2 separate regions of the Muntiacus reevesi genome follow, and region 2 is linked to region 1. Evidence: chromatin contacts called from public Hi-C data. All regions are on one chromosome and are shown on one strand. Each heading gives the region's core, a stretch centred on a gene start, on an enhancer-like site or on the middle of the called end of the contact. The rest is flanking DNA. Distances are from core to core; before and after follow the strand shown. Region 1 holds the start of SIAH2 (siah E3 ubiquitin protein ligase 2). Region 2 holds the start of SERP1 (stress associated endoplasmic reticulum protein 1).

Region 1 (5,966 bases), core at 25-2,524:
TTTCAAGATTTAGATCAAATGCCACAAATTCCTTGCATGTACTCTTTCTATATACCGTGTATAAGACTAAACTTTCTTCTGGCTTCTAACAGTCTATTTTTTGGACAAATTTTATTCACTGATACTCATTAATATTATTAAACATTCTCTAATACTACTTTTTAAGATTAACTGCTAACCTTTAAGCCGCTCTTATGATGGGCCAGGTTCTTGGCATATACAAACTCATTTAATCCTCACTATCCCACCCATAAGATAGGTACTGTTTTTATTCCACTTTCTCAAATGAGGAAACTGAGGCACAGAGAAATAAAGAACCTGTCCAAAGTCACACCGATGGTAAGCAGAGGCCCGTTTTTCACCTAGTCTTTACCACTGCCTCTGCTGTCACCTGTGTACCAGCTACATAGCGCATTGCCTCAATTCCAGGGTCAGTGGGTCAAAGTTGCAGAAAAGCAATTCAACTCCGTACGCGTTAACTTGTGGTTCTCCCTCCAGGGCTGCGGCTGAGCGTGTGGGGCCAGGGCCCACATCCTGCCGTCGAAGTCTTGGACTTCCGCGGGATCTAAGGATGCGATGTACTGGAGCGTCATCCACTGTCTTCCGGGGCTTCCAGGACCCAAGCCACATTTCTGGCATTCTTTGACTCTGGCGATCTCGAGCTCCTTTTAGTTAACTCTGTCCGCGAACTCCCTCCCTGCCCTCTAGCAAGCCAGAGGCGCTCAACTCAATTCAGCGAAGGCTTTGGCAGGTCCGACGGTCAAAGACGAGTTTACCTCCTCTCCCCCCGGGAGGAGCAGGACCAAACCCTTAACATCCCAGCACTAGGGCCTGCGCCCGCTGCAGACCCATCCCCAGCCCCTTGCTCCGCTCCCGCCCAAAGCTCTGGGTCCTGACCCCGCGCTCCAGCCTAAGAGCCGCCCTGGCCGCGGTCACGCCTCCCCCTCGCGCTGCTGACTCAAGCCGGCGAAGAGAACCCTCTCGGCCTTTTGCGACCGGTCCCTGGGCACCCGCGTCCCGCCCCGCCCCGCCTGAAGTTGTCCTCCGGCTTGCGCCCGCGGAACGCGTCGGCGTGACTCCCCGGGGTGTGGCCACGGAACTCCGGCGACGCCTCGCCGAAGGGCGGCCCCCTCCGCGGCCCGGAAAAGGAGACCCCGCGCGGCGGCAGCGGCGAGCCGGGCATGCTCACTGGCGCGGGCCGGGCCCGCAGCCCGGGCAGGAAGCGCCGGCGCTAGGCGGTCCCCAGCGCTGCCAGCTGGAGTCGGGCGGAGCCGGAGCTCCAGCTCCGGGTGGTTCTGCCAGTCCCCGCGCGCCTGGGCGGCCGCACACGTGTCCAGGCGTCACGTCCGCGCGCGCCCCCGGGGCTTGCGTCAGCGGCCGCTCCGGGAGCGGGTGGGCCGGGGTTCTGCGCACCGCTCGGCTTCGGGGCCGCGACGCCGCCGGGAGGAGGAGTTTGGGGACGCGGAGGGGTGTTCGGAGCGCCGGGGACCGAGGAGATCGTCAGCGCGGTCCGGCCCCCCATCCTGCCCGGCGCCGATCGTCTCCGCTGCTCGGTCCCGGGCCGGGCGCGGTGGCGTTGCCCCGGAGCCCGCCGCCCGCGGGGCGCGCACCGCCTTGACCCCGGCGGCCCCGCGGCAGGCAGGCGCCCGCAGTTCCATGGTTGGTTCGGAGCGCGATGAGCCGCCCGTCCTCCACCGGCCCCAGCGCTAACAAACCCTGCAGCAAGCAGCCGCCGCCGCAGCCACAGCACGCTCCGTCCCCGGCTGCGCCCCCGGCCGCCGCCACCATCTCGGCTGCGGGCCCCGGCTCGTCCGCGGTGCCCGCCGCGGCGGCGGTGATCTCGGGCCCCGGCGGCGGCGGCGGCGGCGGGGCTGGCCCGGTGTCTCCGCAGCACCACGAGCTGACCTCGCTCTTCGAGTGCCCGGTGTGCTTTGACTATGTCCTGCCCCCCATCCTGCAGTGCCAGGCCGGGCACCTGGTGTGTAACCAATGCCGCCAGAAGTTGAGCTGCTGCCCGACGTGCCGCGGCGCCCTGACGCCCAGCATCAGGAACCTGGCTATGGAGAAGGTGGCCTCGGCGGTTCTGTTTCCCTGCAAGGTAAGCCCAGCTGCCAGCCACGCACCTCCGCCCAGCGACCTCCCGGGACTCCTGTGTCCCCCAGCTCATTCGCGGGCGCTGAGAGGCAGTGGGCTTCTGTCTTATTAACGGGGGAGAAAAAGTTTGCGCCCTCCCCCATGCCACCTGTCCACTTTGGGAGCAGCCCTGGGCCGACTGCTGCCCGATCACTGACCCCAGCCTGATTGGCACGCGATCACGCTGTCCCCACCCGGAGCCTGCGTACGCTGCAGACGTGTACTCAGCCTGGGTAGAGCTGGGCCGCCGAAGGAAAACTTGGACCCAGAAGCTGACTATCTGGGGGGGAGAGAGGAGGGGCGAAAGGAGCGAATTAAACGGACCCTTCGCCAGCACTGGGCTTGGAAGGACTGGTACTGGATTCCTCCTGCCCCCCGTGTCTGCCTTCTGCGCACCCCTGACACGTGGGAGCCCTCGGGAGTGTAGCTTAAAGAAAAAAAAAAAGGGCGCCTACAGCCTGTTTTCCTCCAACAACAAGAAAACCTTGTAAGCCACGCCTTTCCCTCTCCTAGCCTTCCAAGGACCGAGGAGTTGTGTTATTTTACAAAGTGGGGTGAAAACGAGAGCTGATGGGGAATTTAACTGGAAGGGCACGCAGGAGCTGTTGTTACAGTTCTTTAAAGCCCACCACTTTATTTTTTGTTTAGTTAAAAAATTACCAGTGCTCTTGCGAAAAAAAAAAGGTGGGTGGGGGGGGCCACATCACTGAGACAAGTGAAAGACCCAGACGTCTCGCCTCCTTTCCCACCGATGTTAGGTTTAGTATGCATCTGCATGGGGTTTTTTCTAACCATGTATAAATACACTCTCCGCAGCTGAATACAGAATGGTAGATGTTAATGTCAGGAAGGTTTATATATGCACACATAAGTTTTTCTCCAAAAATGGCTTCTGCAGCTTGCTGACTTAAGTCCATCACATATTTTTATATGTCTGCAGCCTACCTCTATCTCATTGTATTTCAAATGGCTGCATAATTTTGCATTGTGTGGTCATACTGTAACATCAGTTTACATCTTTTGGGTAAAAATCTTCAGGAGCAGTTTCAGAAGCAGATAGAGACATATCTATCTATATTACCACATTATAACCTATAATTTTACCATACAGTTCATTTTTTAAACTTAGAAATAATGTCATTAATATTTTTGGAGTTTTTTTGGTAAAGCACCTCATGGGCCATTTAGGCTCTCTTGCATTGATTTCTCTTCGCTGCGGCTTACTTTTATAGGGCAATGGCTTATTTTTAAATTAAAAATAATCCACCAGAGAACTGAAGCTTGGGACACATGTCAGTAAAATGAGTGATTTAATTTGATCTGTGCCCTGCCACAAATAGGTTTTAAAATAGCATATTCAAATAAGCGTTTGAAATTGTGTCTGAGCTATGGGTTTTCAGCCAACCTTAATAAATTGTCATGCTTTGAACCACCTCATGTAATGCTTACTAATGCACCCAACCCAGTAGTAGTTTGTCATTAAATTTAGACAAAACAGTTTCAAAATTTTCTTAGGGTCATGAACAAGGAGGCAGCTAGTGATCAAGGGAAGATTTGGTGATTGGTGACATAAGAGTGGCTATGTGAGGTTTGAGATATTTTGTGGAAGCTGGGTGAGTAGGTAGGGGATGCCCCACAGGGTTTCTGGGGAACCATCTTCTCAGCCCTTCACTTTCCCCTAGGCCTTCAGTGGCTAACAGAAGAAATGACTTCAGATGAATAACATTTTACAAATGAGCATTTGATATCAGTCAGCTGTCCCTATCTGCCTGACAATGCAGGAGATGTGGGTTTGATCCCTGGGTGGGGAACATCCCCTGGAGAAGGGAATGGCTACCCACTCCAGTATTCTTGCCTGGGGAAATTCCATGGACAGAGGAGCCTGGTGGGCTACAGTCCATGGGGTCACAAGAGTCGGACATGACTTAGTGACTGAACAAGCTATCCCTAATATATTTTTTAAAGCAATATCATAAGAGCATTATGTTGCTTGCTCCCTAGAGAATGGGGGCAGTTATAACATGCTATATGAAGTGTGAAGTTTCACTTTCAGAATCCAGAATTCTTGTTCCTCCTGAAGTATATATTCTTTCCTAATTTGATATGTCTTGAAGAAGAGTTCTCTTGGGAATCAAGGGTATCCAGTGTTTCTGTATATGTCACTGATTTCTAAAAAGGTCCCATTCTGTAAGACTGCAGTTAGACAAAGCCATTGCTTTGCAAGCTGAAATTAAACAAGGTCAGCCATCCCCCTACAGACCAGGAACCCAGCTTAGAAAGTGACCTGGGGGGGAGGGTGTCACTCTTGTGTAAATACATACATGTGCGATTTATAAAGCTGGAATATGCACGCCTCAACTTTGATCAGTAATCCAGACTATTGACAGGGGAGCTCAGCCAGTTAGTCTGGACAAATCAAACTTGGATGGATACAGAGGCCCAGCAAGCAACTGAGATAATATTTGTTGGGAAGGCTGAGATCAATAGAGAGTGGTGAGGTCTGTGGCAGACTTCGGCTCAGTGGTCTGCTTAGCCAGCCCTGTGCTTCTCGCTCGCTCCTGGAAGTCACAGGGGCGGCCTTGTCCCCACTTGCTCGGAGTCTCTCGTGGGCTGGCTTAGGGAAGAAAACCCATGTTGGGTGAAATACCAGAAGCCAGCTCTCCATGGTTGCCTGGTGCTGCCATTGTTTGCCTGAGAGACTGCCTCTGAGAGCCTGATGTCCCCGTCTGTAATGAGGGGATTGGGCTGCTCAGCTCCTGAGGACCTGCAGCTTCTAGAACTCCATGAAAAGAAGAGCGGCTCTGTGGAATGATTGCTGAGGCCCTCTGCATGCCAGCTCCTTTGTGTGGGTTATCTTTTATGAGTCTGCTTTTCTTATTCTCAGGCAAGGAAACATGCGCCTCTAGAGAGGTTAAGAGTTAAGTGACTTGAGATCACACGGTGGACCAGTCCATAAACCTTCATCCTGAAGGCACACATCCTTTGATTTGGAGTCTGAGGTTATACGCAGAGGCTCCAGATCACAACCTGAGGCTGACATCAGTAACAAAATCTTCCAGCTGGATGAGGTCACCAGATGGACACATCCTCGTGAGACAACATAGCTGCCGACTATAAAGTTTATTGGGAGGAATTTTGTAGGGCTTGGGGGGTGGGAAGATCAGGGGCCAAGAGGGAATAGCTTATACACCCAATATTTGGGGGGACTTCAGTCCAGCTCTGAATCGCTCATGCTTCCATTTGCCCCAAAGTGGAAAGAAAGTGAAGTCGCTCAGTCATGTCCGACTCTTTGCGGCCCCATGGACTGTGTGTAGGCTACCAGGCTCCTCTGTCCATGGGATTCTCCAGGCAAGAATACTGGAGTAGGTTGCCGATTCCTTCTCCAGGGGATCTTCCCGACCCAGGGATCAAATCTGGGTCTCCCGCGTTGCAGGCAGATGCTTTACCCTCTGAACCAGGGTCTGAGTTACCAAAAAGCCTCCTTCCGTAAGCATGGTCGGGGGGAGGGGTCACACAATCGAGGGCTAGCGTCCTGCCAGCACCTGCACTCTGAGCTCAGACCTCCTTTTTAAAAAGGCGCTCTCTCAGAGTGTGGCTCTCTGCCCCCTGGGGTACATTTAGTCCATTCTATGGCTCGTGCCATGCCTGAGAAGTTCTGACATCCTGTCCCCTTCTCACAAACCCACCATCATCTCTGGAGAGCGTGGATGTAGGGGGAGAAGTGAAGGGTGACACATTGGGGTCCCCCACTCAACAGTGTATTTTAGTATCAGCCAACTATTTCTCTCCAAAACCATGAGAAATGCTAAAACCCACTCCAGCCCTCTTTCACG
Region 2 (6,479 bases), core at 2,042-4,541, 220 kb after region 1:
CGGAGAGGGTAGCATGGAAACATACAGGCACCATATGTAAAACAGACAGCCGGTGGGACTTTGCGGTGTGACCCAGGAACTCAAACCAGGGCTCTGGGACAAACCAGACGGGTGGGATGGGGTGGGAGACGGGAGGGAGGCCAGGGGACATGTGTACACCTATGGCTGCTTCATGCTGATTATGGCAGAAACCAACACAATATCATAAAGCAATCATCCTTCAGTTAAAAAGTAGTTAATTAAAAGACCAAACAGAAAAAAAAAGTAAATCCTGAGAGTTCTCATCACAAGAAAATTTTCATTTCCTTAAATTGTATATGAGAAACTTAATGTGATAATCATTTTGTGATAGAAGTCACATCATTATGCTATACACCTTAACCTTATACAGTGCCATATGTAAATTATATCTCAATAAAACTGGGAGAACAACAAAAAGAATCCACCTACCAATGCATGGGACATGGGTTCCATCCCTGATTCAGGAAGATTCCGCATGTCCTGGCGCAACTAAGGCTGTGTGCCACAACTACTGAAGCCCGGGCACCTAGAGCCTTTCTGCAACAAGAGAAGCCACCACAACTAGAGAAAGCCTGTGAAAAGCCACGACCCAGCACATCCAAAAATAAATAAATACATGGGGGAAGAAAAAGACTCTTAAATAAACAAATAAATCTGACTAATTAAATGGTGAACAGGACCAAAGCCAACTCAAAGACAGCCAACCTTAACACTGGTACAGATGTGCACTTTCCTTAGGGGCTGCTGAGCTGGCTGAATGCAAACCTGGAGATCCCAATTAAAACATTATCCTGAGAATAAATTTAACCTGAAAGAAAGCAAGAGCTTAGGGATGAAGAAAAACAGATTTTTGGAGTCATGAGAATACCTGAATGTAAAAGTAAAAGTTTTAAGGTACATGAGACTTTTTTTTTTTAATCCTTTCACTTGTTTTAGCTTTCTGTCATTTCCAATGAAAAATAATAACTGATACAATTTACTAGGTAATCTTAAAATCATTAACAACTCCAAAATCCCATAAATTTAAAAAATACTTTAGAAGTAAAAGGATCCATTGTTGACTGAAATACCTACACTCAGAATGTTTAAAAGATTAATCAGTGTGTTCCAGTGAAAGAAAAATGAAACATGGGGTTGAATGATTGAATATAATCCTAACTTCACTAAATTGTGATGTGAATCTCACTACTTAATTTCTCTGAGCTGCTATAAATGTGAGAATATAATGAGAAGACTGACTGGATAACTCTTTAAGCTCTTGATTTCAACCTAAGTCCCTGATTTTAAGCATTGTAAGAAAACTGCCATTCTTGGTTAGTCTGACTACAAATAAAGGGGTTATCTTTCATTAATTTATTCTTCCACTAAATATTTAGTATCTCTTGTATACCAGGCATTATACTTGGTATTGAGAAGACAGGGATGAACAAGACTCTATCCCTGCCATTAAGAAGTTCACAGTCTACCAGGGGAGAAAAGCATCTAAACAAGTAGATAATTATCCTATGTGATAAGTGAGAAGAAAAAAAAACTATATACGAGGTACAAAAACAGCCTGAGGAAAGACTGACTATCTGGGAAGACTAAGGAAAGCCTTCATAAAGTAATGATGTCTAAAATAAAATTAAAAAGATAAAAAGAAGTCAGCCAAATCAAGAGAAAGAGGATATTGTTAGACTAAGGAAATACGTAGCTCAAGGGTTTTAAAGAAGCTCAATATTGATGAAGAACAAAATAGGATGAGGTTGAAAGGCGTAAAATGAATGACAAGAGCAGTTCAAAAGATTATAAAGGGATTTTAAAGGGCAAAAGATAAAATGATTACATTAAAAATGTATTAATTTTTAAAAATTTAAATCAATTTTTTAAAGTTCAGTATTCCTAAATTGTACGTAACATACACGCTACCTTTGTGAAGTTAGAAAAATAAATTCATTTAGTTAGGTAATTACGCTTTTAGGCAGTACCTGCCTGGCCAGGTATCTAACAAATCAGTCATTATTTGACAAATGTTTGATGAAAGAACTGTGGTAGCCACACTGAATATGAATGAGCCTGGTGCGCTTAACACTGACAACAAAGATCTCCAAATGCAGAATGGCAAAAGGTGCAAAAGTTTTTTAAGGTTCCTTTCAAGTCTCAGGGGGAAGTAGCCCCTTTCCTCGATGGTTTCTTTTTCCCTCTACATGTTATTAAGTTATTGGTAACTTAAGCCTTCTTTTCTCTACCAACTCCCCTCCCCTTACCTGAAGCTCGTATATGAGACTCCAGCCACTACTCTAGTCCAGAGTCATCGCCGATATTATCTGAGTAAGTTTATTATCTTCTCCAACATTATAAACTCTGCCTCGGCTTCAAAACCTCTGGAATCCCATCATGTTCTAACGTTGCTACTTTATAACGCTCATTGTTACTACCCTAGACCACACTCTCGTCTACGTAAAACTTACAGTAGCACAGCTCCACTCAGTCCCACAAACTGCATTAAAGCAAAGAGAACAGGATTTGTCGTCAGTTAAATTTCGGTGTATTTAATGTGCGTGGTTACTCTAGTATCAATAGACTTTCCTTTTACAGAGCTAAATGACCTCACGCTGTCAACATGGCCCGTGACCTGGTAAGCGTTAGAGTACCACCGGTACTGCAGACCCCGGGTAACAAATGCCACTAGCACTCTGTTCTTGCGCCCCTTTCGCTATTCCCGTAGAACTTGAAGTGTTAGGAAAGAATGATGGATGGGCAAAAGCCGGGGGCTGGATGCTGGAGCTCCGACGCTAGGGCCTAACTTCCGATTGCCACGCTACATCAAGAAATCCAAAAGGCCCTCCGGCTCTACTGCAATCCACAAAAAAGCGGATCTGACTCCAAGGCTTCTCGTGTGGTGCCCAAGGTCAAAGAAAAAACTCTGCTCTAAAGAAACAGTCGCTCGCTCGTTCAGAACTCACCTGTCAGAAGTGGCGTGGACGGCGCCATCTTGTCCCGGAAAGAGAAACTCAGACACTTGGGTCAGAGTTCACGAGGGCCGAACCCGGCCCCAACACGTCTCCTCCGGCGTGGAGACGGCGAACTTGTGTTTCCTGGGTCATGAGCCTCGGGGCCAATTCACTTCCGGTCGGAGCGAGACACTGAGAAGACCTCGAACGCGCGCACGCGCAACTTTGGGGCCGCGCTTCACGGAGCGTGGAGGGGCGGGGCTAGGGTCGGAGCGCCGGACTTCACCCTCCCTCTCAGTCTTCCTCAGCAGGCGGAGCCTGCACTTCCGCGGGGCGGGGCCAGTCCAGTGCTGACGTTGGCAGCCGATCCCGAAGCAGCTTGAGGCGGCGGGCTGCACTGTCTCCTTGTTGCGTTGTGGTCGTTTCCTTCCTCTTACACACCACGCTCCCGGCGGAGGCCAGGGCGGCAGCGCGAGACTATCCTGGCGGCCTGCTCTCCACCTCCCGCGCGCCCGCCTCGCTCGGCCGGAGAGTCCGGCGTCGTCAGTCGGCCCGCGCCCCGCTAGGGTTCAGACCCCGGAGCCCGCCTCGCCCAGGCCCAGCGGTCGGAGCTAGCGCCCCGCCTGAGAGCCTCCTCGCTCTGGCGGCGCGGCCACCGGGAGCGGAGCGTCGGTCGCAGCGGCCCGAGAAGCAGCGAGCGAGCGAGACCGAGGGGTGGCCGGGGCAGGTGGTGGCGCCGCGAAGATGGTCGCCAAGCAGCGGATCCGTATGGCCAACGAGAAGCACAGCAAGAACATCACGCAGCGCGGCAACGTCGCCAAGACCTCGGTAAGGAAGAGCCGGCTCCTCTCCGCCCCGCAGCCGGCTCTGAGGCCCGGGCTCCAGGGCCGCGTCGAGCTCTCTTCCCAGACTCGGGCCCGAGGCCGCGAGCTGGACCTCAGCTGGGAGCTTAACAGATGGGTGCGGGAGCTGGTCGACTCGGGAACGCGGGAGAGACCTGTGACGTGCGGGGACCCGGCCGCCTGGCCCGGGGTGCGGGCGGTGAGAGCCCGGGCTGAGGGCGCGTTTTTTTACATTGCAAACCGCGGATTTTCCATTTTGCAGAGAAATGCTCCTGAAGAGAAGGCGTCTGTAGGACCCTGGTTATTGGCTCTCTTCATTTTTGTTGTTTGTGGTTCTGGTAAGTGTTTTGGGGTCGACCGTCGGGTTGGGTGTTGGATGACGGGTTTGGGGATGACGTGGTGACCCGTGAGTGGTGAGTCCTACCCGCGCACTTCTCAACCCACCTGCCGGGAGATCCTATAATTTTCTTTCGTCCGAACCAAATTACTTGTCCCACATATGTACAGAGGGTGGTGCTCTAGAAACTTCTCCCCGTTTGATTTGCGCTCACAGGAGAACAGAAAAGGAGGTCAGGTCCTCAGTAATTATCGAGTTGAAAAACATTAGACCAAAACAAACAGAAAAAGCACCTCCCAGAATGAGAATTTAGAATGTTTAGCAACCTTTGCGAAAGAGAAGCTTATGAATTTCACGTTCATGGAATTATACAAACTTAATCTAACGTGTTCCAAAATCTAATGTCTTTAAGTCAAAAGTGGTTATGTTTTGTAAAGTAAAGCTAGTGCAAGGAATTAATCCATTGTAGAGGAATTTGTACCTGATTGGCAATTTAATGTGTGAGACAGATGTTTTTAGTTTAATGAAAGAAATGTTTGACATATGGTAGGAAGAATTAGTTATCAAGGCAGACTGCGGTTCGAGTGGTAGGTAGACTCTTTTCTCTGTGAATGAATTACAGAATGTCTTTCCTCTCTTCATTTATTATTTTAATAAGCAAGCTGTTAATATGGAAATAACATGCTTCTGCTTTCCTTGTCCTGACGTTTTAAAGTCACCGGAGGTTTCTTTTAACCATTTCCCTTTGTCTGTGTCCTGAATGTTGGAGAAGCTTTCCTGATAAATGGCCAAGAGCCAAGCAGTTTATGTAACCTAAAGATAATTGAATTTCAATTTCCTGAGAATGAGGAAATACGCATATATTATAGGCCAAGTACACCTGATACTTAGGGTTAAACCAAAATACTTGTATGCTAGAAAACCCTATTCACTTTGGTACTTTAATTTCTTTCTTAAAAATCACTTCTTATTTGATAACTCTTAGACATTTAGCCATAAAATTCAGGAAAGCTAAGGCATAGAAAAGTAATTGTATTATCACAGTAGGTCTGTCTTCATACTACTTGAAGTTACATAGTATTTGCAAGTAATTGTCAGGGTGTTCTTGGATTCTTGAACTACTTTAATACTTGTCGGTTGCCAGGCCTGTTTTATTCAAAGCATGTTTTAATTTTTGCTCTTTCTTTTCACAGCAATTTTCCAGATTATTCAGAGTATCAGGATGGGCATGTGAAGTGGCTGACCCTAAGCCGTTTCCCTTCTCCTGTGAATTTTAACTTGGACTCATTCCTGATGTTTGGCATCCTGGTTAAAAGAATTCAGTAAAGCATCCTGCCTCAGAATGACTGTTCATATCATCCTTCATGTGTCATTCCAAGGTTTCTTCACAAGTCATTCCAAGTTTTCTAGTCCATACCACAGTGCCTTGCAAAAGCACCACATGAATAAAGCAATAAAATTTGATTGTTAAGCTACAGTAGTGGACCCTACTTATTCAGTCAGTAAAGAGTAAGTTTTTGGCTTTTTTTTTTTTTAATGTGGTTATTAGAACAAGATAAAGAATAGAAAATCAGATTAAATCTATGTAGACAGGGTCTAGATTTTGTTACCCCAAATGTGTAAATGCAGTTAGCTTAATTTAAAGTTTGGAATCCTACAGTTTTTATATAGCTAGGCGCTTTATTACTGTTTCTTGAATTGAAAGCACACTCCCACAAAGGGTCGTGTAACTGTCCTGTAATAAGGTACTTATAAATGGAACAACTACACGGCTAGCCTAGTTTTCCCACAATCTTTTAGCACCTAAAATTTTTTAAAAAGCTTCTGAATGCCCGATATAAAGGGAGATGCTTACATCCACAATGTCTATTTTAACGTGATTATTTCTATTACACTACCTTGGATTGTTCATGAGTGAGTATACTAACCAAGGATGCCATAAGAAAACAACTTGGTTGAGCATTTTATAACTTAGTCACTTCAGTTTCACTAAAAGTAGCCATGGTGGAGTTAAGTCAGGGAAGGATTTTTAATACCACCATTGATTTCACCAGAATTACTTTAATATATCAAAGGGGTCTGTTATAGTGAACAACATTTTAGGGGGAAAATACTACTAAGAATGGATGCCTCACCAGGACACACTTTTGAGTCCAGTATGCCGTAAGACATCTTAGCATGTTGATAGCACTTTTAATATCAAAAAGGCACATCAACTGAAAAGTTACACTTAGTTTGGAAATGCTTTTCTTAATACACGGTTAAAATTCTGTTAAGATACTAGATATATCAGACTAAAGTGTCAGGGGAATTAAATGGATTTACTGATAAGAATGAGTCCCTAGT

What was found. A called contact is a pair of places that touch in the nucleus more often than the background predicts.
Region 2: a contact with region 1 is called in a Hi-C map of muscle, with 4 times the contacts expected there. The contact joins the promoter of SERP1 here to the promoter of SIAH2 in region 1. A contact is called at or near these places in 2 of 3 Hi-C or Micro-C datasets (blood and muscle).

The regions. Positions count from the first base shown.
Region 1 is chr8:92,319,508-92,325,473 of mMunRee1.1, forward strand. It overlaps SIAH2 (siah E3 ubiquitin protein ligase 2), which reads left to right and starts at 1,275. Exons shown (of 2, transcript XM_065942507.1): 1 at 1,275-2,098. The coding sequence starts at 1,676.
Region 2 is chr8:92,534,146-92,540,624 of mMunRee1.1, forward strand. It overlaps SERP1 (stress associated endoplasmic reticulum protein 1), which reads left to right and starts at 3,292. Exons shown (of 3, transcript XM_065943697.1): 1 at 3,292-3,782; 2 at 4,059-4,134; 3 at 5,327-6,479. The coding sequence starts at 3,699. The coding sequence ends at 5,367. EIF2A (eukaryotic translation initiation factor 2A) reads right to left here and starts at 3,034. Exons shown (of 14, transcript XM_065943694.1): 1 at 2,967-3,034. The coding sequence starts at 2,994.